Regions from separate parts of the Mus musculus genome. Here region 1 is linked to region 2. The links are chromatin contacts, called in public promoter capture Hi-C maps. All regions are on one chromosome and are shown on one strand. Each heading gives the region's core, a stretch centred on a gene start, on an enhancer-like site or on the middle of the called end of the contact. The rest is flanking DNA. Distances are from core to core; before and after follow the strand shown.

Region 1 (2,700 bases), core at 53-2,552, 720 kb before region 2:
AGCACACAGGCCTTAGTTTCCTCAGAGGTGTATGGGCACCTACATGTTAAGCATGTGTATCATACCAGAAGGCAGGAATGTGTGGCTCTAAAACAACCAGCCAACCAAACAACCAAACAAACACGTAGTGCTCCCTGGACTTATCCAGTGCTCACTGTATACATGGAACACACTCTCCTGATAGTGCATGTCAGCTTCATGTCCACAGGAGTGCAGAGAGGGAACTGACTCTGGTATGTTTATCACGCTGCCTTCCAGTGAGTCTCTCCTTTGAGAACTATTTCTTGTCAGTTAATTATCTGGCAACTTTACATCCTCAGATCATAGACCTAAGACCTTATGGAAATGACAGGATGGTAAACTGGGAAGAGGAGATCCAGCAGATAGATACCTACCTTTAAGTGACTTCCTCCTTTCTTTGTTAGCTGAGCCCTGGTACTGTGGACATAGAGAAATGAACAAGGTGTTAGAATTTTCCCTCATGTTTATTTTCTGAAGAAACCCAGATTTCATAAACCAAGATTATTATGACATTTGTTCAGTTAATGAAATTTAGTTCTTTCTTAAATTAACTTTTGGAGGTGACCTGATGTTTTCTTTTTCCTTCTTTGGGAAATTAAAGGAGAATTTTGTCTGTAAGAGCTATACTTGGAGTTATCAGTTAGAAAGTTGAGGCCAGCAGCAACATCTGTGCTTTTCTGGAGACAGGATTGTCCAGTGGGACAAAGCTTGAGTTTCAGGTTCTTCTCAGAGCCTTCAAGAAGTCAGCACTGCTTTCCTGACCAGCTCAACCTGGCTGATTGTTGGGTAAATCTACATGCAGGGTGAGAAATAAGCCTGGGATTCTCATTCAGGTGTTCAGCAGGAGAAGCTATTCTCCTTTGAATATTTAAGTGAAAACTTTAGTCCTCTCTGTATTCCTCCCATGCCAGGACTCATGCCCTAGGACAGCAATGTTTTTTTCTCTCCCCAGTGTCCCATATCAGTCATGTTTCTGAGACAGACAGGCTCATCCAGTACTAAATCCAGTACTCATTGAGTTCTGTAGTACATCAATAAAAAATATCTCTTGGGGGTTCATCATACATCCTCACCTTTTTGATGTCCTGACTTTTCCAAGGTGGTGGGAAGAATTGTTTCAGTATCAAATACCACAGGTATAGAAGAATAGACCAAACTCCACTCAGAAAGATGTAATTGGAGCCAATATCCAAGAATGCTGATCCAAAGCCTAACCATGATCTATTTAGAAAAGAGAGGATGTTCTCCATACACTGAGTCTCATGGATGCCTGAGGTATATGAGTTCTGAGATTGCATGGGCCTCACTGTAGGCCTAGGTCTGCATCACAGAGCAAGGGAGAGTCATAGAGGGTTTGTGAGGACAGAGAGAAGGGTGAGCCCTCAGATCCTCCCTCCCCCTCCTCCAAGCTCCTTCACTGACTTCTGCTTGAGACTGCTGCTCTGTTTCCACCCCTCCTTCCTTACTTCACTTTATGTTCCTCAGGGAACTTTCTTGTTACCTCTGTAATCTGGATGCCAACCCATTCCCCTTTAGTGTTTGCAGCTCTTGAATTGGAGTCATTCAGTTCTCCAGACTAGAGTGTCCAAAAGGATGCCTTGAAGTTTAGCTTTGGGCCAGATATTTAGTCTCAGCAGCACAAATGTCCTCCCTCTAACACAGCAGTCTCAAAGTTGAGGGTTGTGACCCCCTTGGATATCAAATTGCCCTTTCACAGGGGTCACATATCAAGATATTCTGTATGTCAGATATTTATATTGTGATTAATAACAGTAGCAAAAGTACAGTTATAGAAATAGAAATGAAATAATCTTATGGTTGGGAGTCACCACAAGAACTGTATCAAAGGGTCACAGCATTAGGAAGGTTGAGAACCACTGCTCAAATATAATATTTCTTCTCTACAGAATGGCTCTTTTTCCGAATCCAGCTATACAACAAAAGTATTTCCTCATACATTTACTTTTGTGAATATACCATAGCAAACTTTGCTTCAGTCAGAAGGACAGGCTGAATTACAAAACTAACATAACTAAAAGATGTGTATACAAACTTCAAACCTCTTGGGCTAGTGGGATATTCCATTTACTTTTCTGGAGTGATTGAAGCTTTGGGTAGACCAAGATTTCACAGATAACTAAACTTCTTTTCAATTTTCCCCCCTCAACAACCATCCTCTGAACTCTGAACATCCATCCTTCACCAAATTTCCAGGTAGCTTTTTCCTACCTGGAAATAGTGGTATGTATACATCTGTATCTGCTGCCTGTCTCTAACCCTTAGCTTTGTGAACATCAAGTGGCATTTATGTTTTGTTTAACACAACTCTCACTTTATAGTCCAAGCTAAACTAGGTCTCACCATATAGCCCAGGCTGTCCTCGACCTTGTAAGCAATTCTTTTGTCTCAGGTTTTCAAGGGCTGGAGTTATAGATATACACCACCACACTCAGGTCGTCAGCAGATGTTTACTTTGGTTTCGGTTTTGGTTGGTTAGCTGATTGGTAGGGACTCATGTGACAAAGGATGTCCCCACTGTAGCTAAGAATGAACTTGAACTCCTGATCCTCACAGGTGTGCTGTGCCACCATTCCCTGCTCTCATGGCAGTTTTTTTTTTTTAAAGATTTATTTATTATATATGTAAGTACAATGTAGCTGTCTTCAGAAACTCCAGAAG
Region 2 (2,759 bases), core at 76-2,575:
AACTGTGTTAGGAATTCTTTCTTGTATGCACTCTTTGTGCGTGCTTTATTTGTTTCTGTGGTCTCCTTTGAAGAAACAGGCATAGAAGGGACTTACTGCTCTGCCTACAATGACTGGTCCTGATTACTGAGGAGAACAGGGGACTAAGGAAGTGTCTGGAAAACAGGCTGTCCCATAGAATGTTTAAAGACAATGGAAATGAGTTTGGTCACTGTATCGGGTAAAGACCCACAACCAGCTGAAGTGGCTTCTCTGGGAAAAGGGAATACAGAATGGGAAATGTAAGGCGGTGATTACAAATGCCAGGTGCTGGGCCTGGGAGATGGCACTGTAGATAAATGCACTTGCCATGAGTTCAATATTTGGGATCCACACGATGGAAGCAGAGAGCCAACTTCCAAAAGTCCTTCGACTTCCACACACAAGAGGAACTTGTATATACCCACAAAGAGACAACACACACACACACAAAATAAATAAAATGTAATTTAAGTTTTATTTGTTATTTTTTTTTTTTTTGAGACAGGGTTTCTCTGTGTAGTCCTGGCTGTCCTAGACCTGTCTTGTAGACCAGGCTGGCTTCGAATTCAGCCATCTGCCTGCTTCTGCCTCCCAAGTGCTGGAATTAAAGCGTGCACCACCACAGCCTCAGCTATTAATCTAAAAATTTTAATGAACTGTTATTTTTAATTTCTTCCTCCCCACCCACTCCTCCTCTGTCTCTCTCTCTCCATTCCTCTGTCACTCTTTCTGTGTGAGTGCAGATGCCTGCAGAATCCCCAAGAAAGTGTCAAGAGTTACAGGCAGTTATGAACATTTGATGTGGGAACTGAGAATCTAACTTGGGTCCTCTTTCAGAGCAGTAGGCACTCTGAACAGTGCCTACTGTGGGTGCCAGAGTATCAGATACCCTGAGACTAGAGTTGTGAGCTGCTATGTGGATGCTGGAAACTGAACCCCCTGGTTCTCTACCAGATAAGCCAGGGCTGTTAACCCCTGATCTATCTTTCCAGTCCTTCTTCAGCATTTCCTGTGTTACGACTGTAAAGAATATGATTTTTATTGGAAAGTGTTGTAGGCAGTAGAAAGAGGGAGTGCCTCAGCCGCACCTCCCATAGCACTGTCCCCTCCCTTGGTATTCAAACTGGAAGAACGGTTTGGAGTGTTTTCCTTCTGTAGCTCCGTAGCGTCCCTTGTGGCCACGCCTCCGAAGGGTCGGCCCCGCGTGGCCCCGCCTCCAGTCCCCTCCTCACCCTCGTGACCCCGCCTTTCCAGTCTCAGCCCCGCCCCTCCCCCTTAACCCCGCCCCCCGCGGTCGGTGGCTGACCTGAGCGGTCGCCCTCCTCCGCGATGGCCGCGCCGGTGACGCGGCAGGTCAGCGGCTGCGCAGGCCGGGTCCCGAGCCCGGCTGGCTCGGTCACAGAGCGCGGGCAGCCGCTAGCGGCCGCCGTAGCGGAGCTGCCCGTGCTGGACGCGTCTGGGAGACGGGTGACGTTCGGAGCGCTGTTCCGAGAGCGGCGAGCCGTGGTGGTGTTTGTGAGGGTGAGCACGGGTAGGGCGGGAGGGGAAGTGCCTCTCGTTGGCCGCCCAGATCCTGGGCCGCGGCGGGTGCAGCACCTCGCCTGGAACCGACCGCCCGGACCTTCTGGAACCTGGCTGCTACCTTGTTGACGTGCTCTTCTGCATGGTTGCCTTTCAGCATTTCTTGTGTTACGTCTGTAAAGAATATGTCGAAGATCTGGCCAAAATCCCCAAGAGCGTCCTCCGAGTAAGTTTCCCGAGTGAGCAACAGCGGCCGATGCAGTGGGGGTGAGCTGTGGGTGGGTGGCCCCTCCTTCATCCTCTGGGGCTGCTGAGACCCACGGGGGTCTATTTCTGTCCTAATGCGCTCTTTTGCGCCCTCTTGGGATCGGACTACCATAATTTTACCTGGTAAAAATGCCTGTGTCAAAATGTTGCGTAAGAACGCAAAAAATCAAAACACAGACAGCAACTGTGTTTACAACCCAAATAGTAATCCATTATAGGAAAATGTAACGTATATTAAAAGTGCAGCTTTGCGTTTTTCTTCAGTCGCCAGAAGAGCTTTGTAACTGAAGACACTGGGCATTTGTAAAACTAAGATCTATTTTCAGCACACATTTACAGGATGAGTGAGGAAAAAATTAAAAACTTCTGCCTGCCCTTCTATTCCTTTTGTTTATAATACACTGAAGCATCTTTGCGTTGTAAACATTTTTAATATTGTTGGCATAAGTTACTCAGCATAAAGAGAAATGGGTCTCGTGATATTTTCATACATGCCTATTCTGTTATTATATGTGGTCACCCCTTCTTGCTGCTTCCCTCCTCCAGAGCCACACTGGTCATCTTTGTCTTCTTAATATTCCTTTACCCTCTCATTCCCTCATGCATCTAGACCTCATCCTCACAACACCCTTTCTACTCTACATAAATATGTGCATATAAACTTAAGCCTAGTTCTGCATGTGAGAGAAAACAATACTATATTTGTCTGTCTGTGGCTTGTTTGACTTGGCATAATGTCCATTTCCACTCATTTCCTGCAGTTCATAAACATTACCTCATTCTTCATAACTGATTACATTTCCCAGTGTGTGTGTATGTGTGCGTTTATGTGTGTATGTGATGTGGGGGGTTGTTGTTGTTGGGTTGTTTGGGTTTTTTTTGTACATGCATCTGCTGGCAGATACCCACACTGGTTCTGTATTGTGAATAATGAAGCAATAAACATGATG

Evidence for each region. Promoter capture Hi-C pulls out the DNA fragments that hold promoters and counts their contacts.
Region 1: a promoter capture Hi-C map of stem cell-derived epiblast-like cells shows a contact between it and region 2, with 3 times the contacts expected there. The contact joins the promoter of Spata31d1c here to the promoter of Prxl2c in region 2. A contact is called at or near these places in 5 of 39 promoter capture datasets (cranial neural crest, embryonic stem cells, hippocampal neurons and 2 more), 2 of 115 datasets of contacts at active chromatin or transcription factors (bone marrow-derived macrophages and embryonic stem cells) and 1 of 9 other capture datasets (liver).

What each region holds. Positions count from the first base shown.
Region 1 is chr13:65,031,660-65,034,359 of GRCm38.p6, reverse strand. It overlaps Spata31d1c (spermatogenesis associated 31 subfamily D, member 1C), which reads right to left and starts at 1,302. Exons shown (of 4, transcript NM_001083890.2): 1 at 1,095-1,302; 2 at 396-438. The coding sequence starts at 1,271.
Region 2 is chr13:64,311,276-64,314,034 of GRCm38.p6, reverse strand. It overlaps Prxl2c (peroxiredoxin like 2C), which reads left to right and starts at 1,325. Exons shown (of 6, transcript NM_025370.3): 1 at 1,325-1,542; 2 at 1,700-1,768. The coding sequence starts at 1,351.